Regions from separate parts of the Astyanax mexicanus genome. Here region 2 is linked to region 1. A link is a contact called in public Hi-C data. All regions are on one chromosome and are shown on one strand. Each heading gives the region's core, a stretch centred on a gene start, on an enhancer-like site or on the middle of the called end of the contact. The rest is flanking DNA. Distances are from core to core; before and after follow the strand shown.

Region 1 (6,798 bases), core at 2,008-4,507:
AAATCAATAAAGCCTTTGATTTTACTCTGTAGCAATAATTCTGTGCTTATAGTTTGTTGTGAACCTCAAACACAGTGAAAATAAGGCACAAACAAAACTGCCCTGTAAAACAGAGCTACCTACAAAACCCTGGAAGTTTTTAGTAAATGAGTTTGCTAGTTAGGCCCCTTAAAATTTACATACACCCCAGCCCAAAGGAGAAAGCACAGCTCATCCTAGTCTAAGCTCAGTTTTCTAACACAAATTTGCAACGATTGTCACATCACCACCAGACTCTGACATAAGGAACACTGGGAAATGGATTATACAGTATGTTAACCAGGCCTTTTGACTGCTTACAGAAGGGGAGCTTTAACTCTGTTAACAAAATGTTAAAATGTTACAAGTTATAAAAATTGCTGTCATTTATGTTACATCAAGGTTTAACCTTAAATATTTACAGCCATGTGCTCTCATCATCACAATAAGAAAACATAAATGAGCTGCACAGTTTATTTAACTATTTGTATCAATACTCAGAACAGGGTCTGGGTTGTTATGGGTTAAAGCAACACACAAATACAGAAGAATATTTAATCCAGTAACCCAGTAAATCAGTGTACTGTTTCTTATGGCTGTGGCTGGTTATTGGATGCATGTGCTTGTGCTTCATTTCCCACCTGTGAGCTCTCCTCTTCATCTTCCTGATCCTCATCATCAACGCTATGTACCCCCATCATGTGTGTCTCCCGCTTGTTCTTTAAAGAGTGAAACATAAATGCCATCAACTCTGTGGCTTCATCCTGGAGGAGAACAAAAGCAGAACACAAATGGTTGGACTGGATCTTTCGCATGTAACAGTGGCGTCACACTGGGTATTGTTTTAGGTCACAGCTCTACAGATATTTAGGTTTAGCCTGGTTTAACAACTAATCAATCAATCAATCAATCAATCAGTCAATCAATCAACCTTTATTTTCACTCGGGAAGAAACATTGAGGGTGACCCTCATTTACAATGTTGCCGAGCCTTTATAACATCAAAGGGATTGAACACATTTAATGATGATTTAGAAATAATAAGAAACAAAATAGTAAAAAAAATAAATAAATAAAAGTACGCATTTTAAAATCAACATTTAATAAAAATATATATGTAAAACAGAAAATTCTAAAATACCATAAAAATAAACAAATTTGACATAAAAATAAAAAAATTATAAAATATAAAATAAGTAAACAGATAATAGTAGAAGTAAAGTAAAATATAAAAAATGATAAGTGATTAAATGAGTAATAGAACTAAGAACAAGAATAAAAATACAAAACATTAAAATGAAATAAAAAATCAAAGTAATAATAAACAAAAAATAAATAAATAAAAAATATATAAATAATATAAGAAAAAAGATAAACTAATAAAAAAATAATTTAAAACAGTCACAGGCTTTTATATATACTAATGCACCTCAAAAAATATATATATAATTGAAAAGTTACTTTATTTCAGTAACTCAGTTCAAAATGTGAAACTCGTATACAATATAGATGTATTAAACAAACAGAGTGATCTATTTTAAGTGTTTATTTATTTTATTGTTGATGATTATGGCTTACAGCCAATGAAAAACCGAAAATCAGTGTTTCAAAAAAAAGTTAGAATATTATATAAAACCAATCAATATTTTTGGCAGTGTGGGCAGTGTGCCAAATCCTGCTGGAAAATGAAATCCACATCCTCATAAAAGTTGTCAGTAGCAGAAGGAAGCATAAAGTGCTGTACGATTTTGTGGGAAAACAAAACTGCACTGACTTTAGACTTGATAATAAAACACAGTGGATCAACACCAGCAGATGACATGTCTCTCCAAACCATCACTGAGCATCAGTAAATTTTGTATTCATTCCATTTATAAATCAAGGGATCAGAGTCTGGAGGAAGAGTGGAGAGACACACAGTCCAAGCTGCTTGAGGTCTAGTGTGAAGTTCCCACCAATCAGTGATGGTTTAGAGAGAAACTTCATCTGCTGGTGTTGATCCACTGTGTTTTATTATCAAGTCTGAAGTCAGTACAGTTTTGTTTTCCCACAAAATCTTACAGCACTTCATGCTTCCCTCTGCTACTGACAACTTTTATGAGGATGCAGATTTCATTTTCCAGCAGGACTTGGCACACTGCCCACACTGCCAAAAGTACCAATTGGTCTTATATAATATTAAAATTTTCTGAGACATAGATATTTGGGTTTTTATTGGCTGTAAGCCTTAATCATCATCAACAATAAAAAAATAAACACTTAAAATAGATCAATCTGTGTGTAATACATCTGTATAATATATGAGTTTCAGATTTTGAACTGAATTATGGAAATAAAATACATTTTCAGTGATATTCAATTCTTATGAGAAGCACTAGTACATATGAAAACTGGAAACAAATGAATAAGATGAATTCTTCCAGGATGATCTCCTTACCGTGTTTTCCTGACTGGGCTCCACTGTAAGAAGGATATGCTCTTTAAACCTCACACACACAGAGTCCTCCAGTGCTGGTAACTTTCCAACTAGGAGAAATGGAAAGACAGTGTTCATAAGTCTACATTTCATCTTAGGGAAAGAGTGTAGGACAGTTCAGGTCTATGTAGGTTAAATTACATCATGTCTTGTAGCATTTTTGGATGTTCCCTTCAATAAGGATAATCAGTTTGTTTAAAAAAAATATTTCCACATTTTTACAGTCAATCCATTTACAATTGAGTTCTGGTCCACTGTGTTGTGGTCAATCCCACAAGCTTCTAAACCCAGAGAAACAACACCACTCCTGGACATGGTTATCATAAACTTCTGCTTTGCCCTGTAAAGTTATCGATTGCATTCGTCAAACATACCTCCATACAGTAGTGCTTGAAAAAAGTTTTAGAGGTAGTACCTCCCCTTATTTTTTAAATATATGGTTGATTGTTACTTACAATGTTTAATTCTTACATAACAATTTTAGATTTTTTTATTTGTAAACAGAAAGCACCATTTAAAGTGAATAAATAATTTTAAACAAATAGTAAGCAGCCCCATTCAACAATACAAGCACCTGTTATATTAAAAGGTCTCCTTCTGCTAAAATCCACTGCAGCAGAGCCGACACTATCACCTAATAAAGAGCTTACAGCTATGTTTACACTAGCTGGTTAGCATAAGCAATTTTGTATAAGTAACTATAGGTTATAGGAAATCGGATCTCCGGTTGATTCTGCGTTTTACCATGACCTTAAATATGCTCAGCTACGAAGAGTGTGGCACCGCAGCGGGCAGCCTCACCACACACCGTGGCATTGATAACATTCCTCCCGAGTGACGCTGAGAGTCTAAAGTTTAGTGAAGTTTAATGGTTAACTTCATCCAGCACTCAGTGCTATATCTTTTTATCTAAGGCTATATCTCTGAAAACATTTTGTTTTTTTAAGTTTTAGAGCTGTAAAATTGACTGTGGGGGAAGGCAGGTAGGCGTTCTCTGCTGCAGTGCTGTTAGCCAATCAGAGGCAATATGTTTGCATGTATGAATATTCATGAGCAAGAGCCCAACACCTGTCTTTCTTAAGAGACCAGTAATTCAGTGACCTAAAACAGGGCTAAATAAAAACACCTGAGCACTTTTTCATTCTTTCATACTAGAGACCACAAATAGACATTTTAAAATAATTGAAAAAAAACGATGGAATAAACCTTTAAACAGTGCAAAGATAACCTTCTTGTATTTGAGTGAAGGAAAAGTGTGAAAATTTCATTAATCAAATTAATTTAATTAACATTTTAGCTATACACAGTGCTGTCTCTGTGTCTGATTGAGTGCCAGGCTGCTGCTGCTGCCTAAGAGGCACGAGGGGGAGCGTCGGGGGCGGGGCACTGATATTTCCAGTTATAGCTGAATTCACGTTTTTAATCCCAGAAATAAAATGCCATTTAACTGCCTGATTAAAGGACAATTACTGCTGTTTTCCTCTGGTTTTGAGTGCTCAGCGCTGACTTAGCTCTTGATCGGCCCGGACGCGAGACAACACACGGGTGGGGGCGGGGCTAGTGACGTCATGGGCCCTGCATTGTTTCATATGCCGATATATATTGTCGAAAAAAGAACATTGGCAATGTAAATTTTTTCCAATATCGTGCAGGCCTAATTTCAACCTCCCACCACCTTTCGGTCTCTCCCTCACACACACACACAAACACACACACAGATGGTCCTAAAAATTAGGCCACAATATTCTAATCATGGCGGATCCCAGTCCATCTCCATACTCACCTGGCATTATGTCCTCCTCCTGCAGCTTGTAAGGAGGAAGTCGACTGGAGATGAAGTCTCTCCTCATTTCTGAGGAGCGCAGCTCCTGCTGCTCCTTCTCCAGACTCTCTGCTAGACCCCTCAGAAACACAGAGACCTGCTTATTTACCTCTGAACTCACACCTGGAGACTAACAAACACACACACAATAACAAGGAGAGAAAGGAGGTAAAGCAATAAGACTCACTCTTAATGTCTGATTAGTTTTAGTGAGAATATATCAATGACTCATGGCATAAAAATATATTAATGTTAATGCGGTCATGCTTACACAGAGAAGGCTTCTGGGTAGACCCTGCCGCAGGCTGAGGTCACCCTTCATAGAGTCAAACAGCAGACTGGGGAAAACATCTAAAAGGAAGTCACCCCATGACCTAAAAAAAAAATGTTTTATTTTAAACGACTAATAAGGATTAGATTTTCTTTAGTAATTCATAACAGGATCAGGATGTATCATCAGGTATCAGATATTAAGAAAACATGTTGAGTTAAAGCACTAACAGCTCTCGTCAACAATGCTTCAGCCAATGTGTTCTTATTTCTTATTTGAACCCACCGGTCATTCATTCCCCCAGTCCCATTTCCATACCCCAGGTTGCCAGGTATAGGACACGACAGCATGCAAACAGTGTGCTGCAGACATTAAAACTTAAAAAAATAAATTAAACAAATTTCTGCTGGACAGGTAATCCCTGAGCTTTAGTAAGGTTAACTAACTAATTATAGCTGGATAATTTACTACCATCATTAGCTTAGTAAAAACAGTCATTTTCGTATATATATTTAATGATTAGCTACAGAGTAAGACTCATCATCGCTTGCAAATGTGTGTCAATCTGGCAACCTATGTGAGCATGGCAATCCAACACTGGCAATCCAGTGTTTGATACTATAATTACTATATGTTTACAACTTCTGTGCTAGGTCATGTGTTTACATACATGTTTTGGTAGGTGCTGAGTGTAAGGTGTGTAGAATGCTCCACTCCTGCTGGTGTGTCTGCTTGGTGGATGGTTCCTCTGGGGAAGTACAGCAGGTCACCTGCCTGCACACATTAAGACAAAAGTTACAAATTTCCCACATAATTAAATGGATAAAATAAATTATAATAATTAGAACTATTAGTCCCTCAGGCTATGTTCAGACTGCAGGTAAATAATAGGGGTGTAATGGTATGTATATTCCTCACGAACCGTCACAGTACGGGGGTCACGGTTCGGTTCATGCAAACACATGCAGAATACATAATGCAGGCAGTCTGTAGTAGACTTGTGGAACCAATGAATGTAACGCTGAACTAGAGTGCAGGGAGCCCATGCAGAAACACAGATCATTCAAATTGTCCACAATCCTGCCATAGGAAATGAATGGTTGCCTGTCGCTTTCCAGTGTGAACGCAGGGTTAGGCGCTCGTACTATCTCTCCCTCTCTTGCTCGCTCGTTTTTTCTCACTCGCGCTGTGTCTTTGCCTCTCTTTCTTTGCCTCTCTTCCTGTCTTTATATTATAATATTATAATACAGCACAAAAGTATCTAGTCTGCCAGACCTAAACCACACTACACTATTACTACAGTCCCCTCACAATAATACTGGGAAATTCCAGCATTAAAAAAATAAATCATGATTTTATTTCATTTTTCATTTTATTTCTTTAAAAGAACTCAAACACTGAAATGCATCCAATAATATATTTATTGTTATTATAAAGTTAATAAAGGAAAGGCTATAAACAACACCCAGCCAAAAACATACCAAAAACGTACCGAAAGCATAGGGTTTATACCGAGGTGTAAACCGAACCATATATTTTCTGTATCGTTACACCCCAAGCAACTAGTGTCTGAATTAAGATCTGTTGAGTTGACTGTCCACATTGTTATTTGCAAGTGATCAGATGAAATTTGTGTTTCTGGAAATCAGAAACGGATCTGCATGGGTCTTTTTGGATCCCCGCACTTCTGTTACTCTGGATTTGTGAGTGAAGCAAAAGATACAGATACAGAAATTTGAACGCCCAAAGCCCAAGGTCAGAATAGTCCAACAACTAGAAATATTCAAACTACAGCTTCCTGTGTTCAGCTAGTTTCCTGAAAGACTGGAGAGTGATCAACACAAACTCTGCTCCAACAAGTGAGCTTGTGAAGCAGTTACAGTAGTAATTGAGTGGATACAGCGGCTGAACACAGTGATTAAAAACCCCAGCAGCACTGCTGGGTCTGATCCACTACTTGCGCTGGCACGACACATACTACTAACACACAACCACCATGTCAGTGTTACTGCAGTGCTAAAAATGACCCACTACCAAATAATAACTGCCCTTTGAAACAGAAGGATGTGATGCCAATGTGATCTAAATAGTCACGCAACTAGAAATGAAATCATTGGTTTATGCAGAGCGGGTGTTCACACCTTCCACCACAGTTCGTGGTTTATATATATATATATTATATATGGTTTGGTGGTTTTCACACTTCAAGCTA
Region 2 (7,554 bases), core at 1,320-3,819, 81 kb before region 1:
TCAACAGAGAAACAGATACTGGATTAATTCAGACTGCTCTCAGATGCTTTATGAACACATTTCCAGGACGTTTGAAGGCTTTGTCGCTCTGGCAGGGCGTCTGTGATGCTGTTCCACATTTCTGTGGGCTCTGAAAATTAGTTAACACGCGGCTGCTAATTTGGAACAAGTAAAATAACACATCTCAGTGAAGCACTTAATCACGGGTCTATTAGAGACACGGCCATCCATCCAGTACAGCTAATGACCCCTAATGGAGAGTGTCAGCGGCTCGCTACTTAACAGCTCGGCTACATGTTTATGCAGCCATACAAGCGGCCGGGTTTGTTTTCAGAGCGTTTAAACTGGTCATTTGGGGTCATTAGATGGACCTTAAGTAGTTTGCTTTAAGTCGTGAAGCGCGCGTGGGCCTGCAGTGGTCGCTGCCGCGTGTCATTAGCTCGGTCATTAATTGCACCGAGGAGAGAAAGACTCCTCCACCGCCTCTACTACCAGTGCTTCAGCTGCTGCTGCTGCTGCTGCACCTGCCAGACATTACACTCTTTCATCTGCAGACCAGCTCCAGGCTACAGTGGCAGTGATGGAGGAGTACACTTCAAAATATCCATTGGCAGAAACTAGACAAATTATATGTGCTCATGCTTATATTAAGCATATAAATCTGCCATTGAGGTAAGCGAGGTAAGCTATTTTTTATCTACATTTTAAATTTGGATACAAGAATCAGAATAACTTGACCAGTGACTTTTTTTTAATATATACAAATAACTTAAAATAAGATAAAAATGTATAATTACTGCTGAAATAAGCTGAATAACAATGCTAAGTAAGACAAAAAAAATCAATTTAGAAAAAAAAAAAAAAGATTTGTTGCATGGAAATTAGAAATTTTGATATACTAAGATTTTTTTTTTTTTTGGCTGGACAGGGGGTCAGTCCGGCCAACCCACTGTGTGTGTGTGTGTGTGTGTGTGTGTGTGTGTGTGAGAGAGAGAGAGAGAGAGAGAGAGAGAGAGAGAGAGAGAATTGTGTGTTATCTTAACAAGACCAAACACCTCTGAAGGACCTTCTGAGAAGATCTGGAAGCAGATGTGTGAAAGGCCTAAAATGCCTGTAAGGTGGAAAATTGGTGCATTCACTATCAAAGGCCAATGGGCTAAAATAATTTATGAAAACACTGAGATAATGCTAACTATATAAATTCTTCTAAATTATTTAGTGTTTAGGGGTATTAATATTTCTAAAGTATTGTGCATTATACATTTTTTCACATTGCAGAAAAGTTTGTACTCACACTTGTATTTCTTATAATATCTATTATATTCTTCTAAACATCCAATACATACAGAAAATAGAACACGGAGACAAATGAGCTCTATATACACTGGGAAACTTGGCTAGGGCATAGACAACACAGCATAAAAGCAGGGCCATGTGCTTAAAGAGAATATATGGGAATAAATTAAAATAGGGTGAGGAAATCACATCAATAATCAAAAAAAGCAAAACAGGCACAGGAAGGACAAAGAAAGGAAGAAAACAAGACAGATGAGGGCTAAGGTGTGACACTTATATGTTTAATGTTATTATCATTACAGAGATGGAAAAAAAACAATGGTTTAGCTTGTGTTTTCTTTTTTTAATCCATAAAACGTTTAACTTAATTACTTAACCTTTTCTTGACTAAATGTTTGTGGACACCCTTTCTTTTGAAGGCATTCAGTTAACTGCTGACTTCTTGTTGATGAATGCAGTCAAATCCCCACAGAAATGCCCTAAAATTAAGTAGAATGTATTCCATAGGCAGCAGAGACAGTTACTTAGCAGGCTAACCTCTTTTTTAATACCCTTATTTTGACGAAAAAATATGACTTTGTGCAGGAGAGATTCACAGGTAAATAAGTAATGTAACGTAACATAATATAATATTCGGTCAGAGAGTGGAAAATCAGGGCTAAAATCGTGTAGTGATAACCTGGCATTACTTTGTCCTATTTGAGGTGTGGCTCAAATTCAATCAAATTTTACTTAATGACTGTAGGGGGAGCCCATGAGCATGAAATTGCAATCCTCACATACTGCTGCTTTAATTGAGGTTGCAGACTTTTTTTATGACACATGGTACATCATCATAGTTTTTGCAAACTGGTGGGGCCTCATGTTGTGGAGATAGTGCCCTTTTTTATTTGTTTGCCCCTGGCCTTCAAACAACCAAAGTATTGTTTCTCAGTTAATTAATACATTTTGTGTATTGAACAAAAATTATTTACTTGTCATCAACAGCCATATTTTGGATGAAATCATTTTGCTGTGTTAAGCTGTGCTTGTTTTTCTGTGAGTGTGTGCACGCACGAATGAATAGCTTTCATGCTAGCATGTGGAAAGCATTTTAGCACGTTAGCCCGCAGAAATGCATTTCTAAAGCAGTGAGAGCTCTCGGTCTATTGACCTGCACACAGACTGTAAAGCTCTACAATTAGCCCTACTTAACCCTACACAGCCAGGAGCGTTTCGCGCTCAAAAAGTCTCAGGTATAGGGGGCGGGGGTCCTCGGGATGGTGGTCCAAGTCATTCTGGCTCAAACATGGAGGCTGCAGTGGTGAAAGAAGGACTAATGGCTGCTCTAAACTTTCCTCAATGAGAGAACAGAGAGAAGGAACAGGGGAAATCCAGATCCAGGAATTTAAGGCTAGTTTAATTAGGCTGTACCACACACACGGATTGATTGCTGAAGAAAAACAATCTTCTCGTTGTCAATGGGGTACGATTTAACAACTGCGCTGTTCTACTGTGAGTGGCGGGGTATTGGCGTTGATGAAATCCAGACGTACGAGAGCAATGCTCGGAGGGACGGAAGATTTGCTCTGGAAAATGTAGTCCTGCATTTATAATATCCCGGCTGCTCTTTTATCCTGGGGCCAGCGCTCTCGGGGGACTAATAGTTCTTAGTCGGTTTGGTGGCCCTTGGACCCCACGCTCTTACTGATGGCAGACATATGGCTTCCGGCTTGGTGTGTGTTGTGCAGCAGATGTCAAAGCTGAGGCTTTTATCCATCTCTTTACATGGGCACGCTCACACACACACAAACAGACAAACACGTGTAACTCTCACTTTGGCCTCAAAGTAATATTACAGTTACCCAGTGTTCCATTTTTCTCCATCCAAAAAGGACAATAATGCACTCTGAATGTTGAAGAACACCCCTGAGGAATCCTCCCCTGATACTTGTACATGTATGCTTCTCTGTTGTTCAGTTGCACAGTTATATTTCCCCTGATTTATTTGTTTTTGTCTCCAACGAGGTTTGGCCCATTCTGTGTCTGCATCAGTTGTTATTCTCAGTACTAGGGCCACGTAATATAATTCATTATTTGTTAATCACAATCACAGTGTCTCCTTCTACAGTATTTATACTACAAACAGTATGCAGAATGCGAAATTAATAAAGAACAGAAATAACCATAGTTACAGCCATTTAGGTAAGTAACTATAAATATAACTGAAGGGGTGGGTATATTTGTCCATGATTTAGCTAGCACAGTCATTTAGCACTTAATTATATTCTGGTTCTCTTCTAATTACATATATATTAATTGCAAATGTATTTTCTAGTTTGAGTTTCAATACATCCTACTGCTACTAAAATACTACTAAGAACATCCCGATATCATCCAAAAACAGTGTTCAAGTGACTATTTCTGTAGATAGTTTATCATGATAAAATATTTTATTACAGTAATTCAGTCCTTTATATGTAAGGCAGTATTTTTAGATTAAAAAAAAAAAAAAAAAAAAGGATTTTCATGGGCCCCTCTCTCTACTCGGGCCCTGGATAGTCAGGTCTACTTTTCCCCTCACTACCACGCCCATGCATACAGTGTTGAAGGTTGTAAGAGCAAGTTGCTATACTTTGTGTTGTTAAGTGTGTCTACATGCTGGCTGGGTCCAGCTGGTCATATTTGCATTACCACAAGCTTGCATGACTGACTGACAATAAAACCAAGCTGTAGTAAATTCCTAGCTACTAATTTACATAAACAAAAAAATACAATGTAGCCCGCACTACATGAGTTTAATTAATGAAAAACGCTTCATTGACACAACTAAAGGATCGATTTGTCTTAAAGGTTAATCAGCAGAACTTACGATATACCTTTCATATAACTTAAATTAGGCCAACTAAAAACATAAAGTAACATTTTTAAGTTTAACTGGTGGTGGTTTTCTTCTAAATATAAAGTTTGAGTGGGCTCAAGACGTTCCCATTTTTACAGTATTTGGGAAGTATTTGAAAGTACTTAATTAAAGTAGTAAAAGAGGAAGTACATGATCTTCATTATTTCCACCACTGCACATGTACATGGCCGTATGCCACGGTTGGTTGTGAACCATTAACGTGTTTCACAGAAAGATGTTATTTTTCTAAAACAACTAAAACACAGTATCATCAGTTACTAAAGGAAAACCTGGTAAATCCTGTAACCCAGCATGTAAACAGAATATACATTTTTTAACTGTGATGTATACGTAGTCGTAAATGTGCACTGGATTTGCAGATAGACAGTCTGAGCGGGCAGCAGACCGAAGGCAGAAACAGAAGCAGCAGGTTTGAGGTCCAGCTCGTTCGTTGCTTGGCCACTTCGCTTCTCCGTTCAGACGTATGGCATCTCTCCCTCACTCTGCTGTCCCCACCATCACATAAACACTCTGCTCGCTCTATGCTGAGAACAGGCCTCACATTAAGATTTATTATGGTTAAAATAAACATATAATTAACTTACACCCGCTCTGTTTCCTCCGCCTGTGTGTCAGAGGGGAGGCTGGTGGGGGGAGTGAATTGCTGTCAGCCTCATTTTCAGCACCGTATTAATAAATGTGTCTGCAATTAAAGTCTCATTCTGAGCCAACCTGTGCTTTCTTTCTTCCTTTTTTTTCTCTTCTTCCCTCGAATCAACGGCCATGTTTTATTTCGGAAAGTGCCTGTTCGAAATTACAGCTATTATGCGTATCGGATCTGTGCAATGTAACAAGCTGCCTTTTTCCAGTCTGGATGAAACCTGCACACACAGAGCAGGCCAAAGCCTTTCAGTCCACCCTCACAAGCTAATGACCTGCGCTGTTACACTGACATCAGTCAAACAAGTCTATGTTTTTAATTAAACCAGAGACCATGGGAGGAATGCGTGCTTATAGTTACATGTTCATAAAGGCATGTTTCGATGAATATTGCCATTTCGGCTCCAGTATGAAGGCTTTTGCTAAATTATAATAATGGAGAAGTGTGACAATTAGATCTAGGCCTTAAATTCAGGACAAAAATGTCAAAATGTGAACTAGAAAAACACTCTTGTTTATTTAATCTTTGGGATTCTAGTAGTATGTTAGCACAAATCTTTGTACAAATGTTTTGGTACAACCAAATGTAGTAGAAGATTCAATGACATTTGATTCAAAAGTCTGTTAGGCCATGTTTAGAAATTGCAAGGCCAAATTATATTTATGGCATATCTAGATTGTATCCAGGTGTCAGGCCCGTCCAGCCAAGCCAAGCACCCTATGCCCAAATAAGGACTTCCCCTAATTAGAGCACACACACACACATACACACACACACACACACACACACACACACACACACACACACACACACACACACACACACACACACACACACACACTCTGAGAGGCACTCCATGCCCATATATGGACTTCCTCTAATCAGGGCACGCTCATGCAGTCATCCAGCCCTGATTAGAGATCAGCTTCACCTGGGCAGATTTGCTTATAAGCACGCTGCTCCTCTCTGCTGTTGCCGAGTATTGGTCGCTCTCATGGTCTGTGTTTCCTTGTGGTTCCAGCCTGTTTGCTACTCTACAAAGCGTTCTATCTCCCAAGCCTGTCTTCCCTAGTTCCTGTTTTTTCCTTGGACTCCTCCCGGCCTAAGTATCCCTGTTTTGTTTGTTTGCCCTGTTTACTTTCTTAGTCTAGCCATTTTCCTAAGCTCTGCTTAGTAGTTTTCTGTTTGTTATTTTGTAGTCTAGTGCTCCTTTTGTTTTTCCCCATTCCCCTTACTACTTCCTGGTTTTATTGTTTTGGCCGTTCCACTTATTCCTTAGTCCCTGTTTCTTTTGGCCCAGTCCCGTTTACTTTGTCAGTGTTTATATTTGTTTTCAGTTTTGCCCGACTTTAGTGTGTTGCTCTAGTCCTCTTTTATATTGTTTATTTTGTTGTTTATTTCAATACATTTTACTGCTTCGTTCTACATCCCAGCAGTGTCTCTTATTTTCTCTCTGCCTGTTTACAGTCAGGCATGACACCAGGTAGTTTTTTTTTTAACAGTCTGAACAGTCAGAAGTAAATCCGCATAACATCAGATTTTTGCAAATCATGAATCATGGGCATGTTTTGTTCTAAACCATGGACAAATGTATCATTGTTAAATCATCACTTGGAATATTAAATTAAACCACAGTGTTGATTTAACACTCACAGTGTTGATTTAACAGATTAACAAATATGCTACGCAGTAATGTAGTGCAGGCTGAAGTTGACCCACATAAAAATGGCTGCTAATGAACTCCTCTGCCAACAGAATAAATGTAAGGGTACCACTTTAAAATAAGACTACCTTTATAAAGGGTTTATAAATGGTTTACAATTAATGTATTAATGGTTACTAATTAGGTTGTAAATGCCTTAAAAATCATTAATAATCAGTTATAACACATACATCGAAAGGGCAACAATGACCTGTTGTTTGTTAAATAGTAAACCCACAGCCATCTATATTGTTGCCCTTTCGACGATTTTTAAGGCATTTACACAACATCATACCCTTCCTCCCCAGAAATACATCTACATCACATGAAACAAACAGCAGCAGCAGCTGTGATGCCACCCACACATTCCCTCCTTTGCAGTTAAACATCCTAACCCCCATAAACACCTTTTTTTCGAAAAACCACTCTTTTTAAAAAAGAGAAATATGCTTACCCTGTAACAGTCATTTACCTGGTATAAAGCCATTGAACATCCCAGCATCCCATCTCGTTTAGCTATCCCAACCAGTGGTGTGGAACATCCAGAAGGTCAACGTCAGCTGCCGAAGCCCTGAGAGAGCACAATTGGGCTTGCTCTCTCTGGGTGGGTAGATGGCGCTTTTTCCCCTCATCACTCCAAAGGGTGATGGCAATCAACAAAAGGCTTCTGTGAGCTGGTGTATCGAAACCAAATCGCTGCGCTTTCCTCCAAACGCTCTGTGATGCTACTCTGGTACTTGGCAATGCTGCATCAGCAGCAGCTCGAAACGAGGCGGCTGCTGACTTCACATTTATCGGAGGAGGCGTGTGCTAGTCTTCATTCTCCTTGTGATGAGGCATAACAGCTGAGTCACAAGTGAATAGGTGGGACAGTTGGCCTAGCTAAATTAGGAGAAAATGTGAAAAAACAGAAATACACTTATTTTAGAAGTTGTTAAAAAGTAAACTTTATATTATGTTTATTGCTTACCTGCCATATCAAGGCTCATTTAATACCTTACAGATTTAAGGGGC

Evidence for each region. Hi-C and Micro-C count contacts between places; a contact is called where the count stands out from the background.
Region 2: a contact with region 1 is called in a Hi-C map of muscle, with 17 times the contacts expected there. The contact joins two enhancer-like sites. A contact is called at or near these places in 2 of 3 Hi-C or Micro-C datasets (both in muscle).

The regions. Positions count from the first base shown.
Region 1 is chr20:34,956,005-34,962,802 of AstMex3_surface, reverse strand. It overlaps riox2 (ribosomal oxygenase 2), which reads right to left. Exons shown (of 10, transcript XM_049469057.1): 5 at 5,257-5,360; 6 at 4,587-4,689; 7 at 4,277-4,445; 8 at 2,455-2,543; 9 at 660-782. Among protein-coding and RNA genes, the nearest start is that of riox2, 8.2 kb to the right of the region's middle. Within about 2 kb of position 3,257, the one cell type or tissue checked has an H3K27ac peak away from gene starts, as active enhancers do.
Region 2 is chr20:35,035,231-35,042,784 of AstMex3_surface, reverse strand. No RefSeq gene overlaps it. Among protein-coding and RNA genes, the nearest start is that of LOC103022552, 12 kb to the right of the region's middle. Within about 2 kb of position 2,569, the one cell type or tissue checked has an H3K27ac peak away from gene starts, as active enhancers do.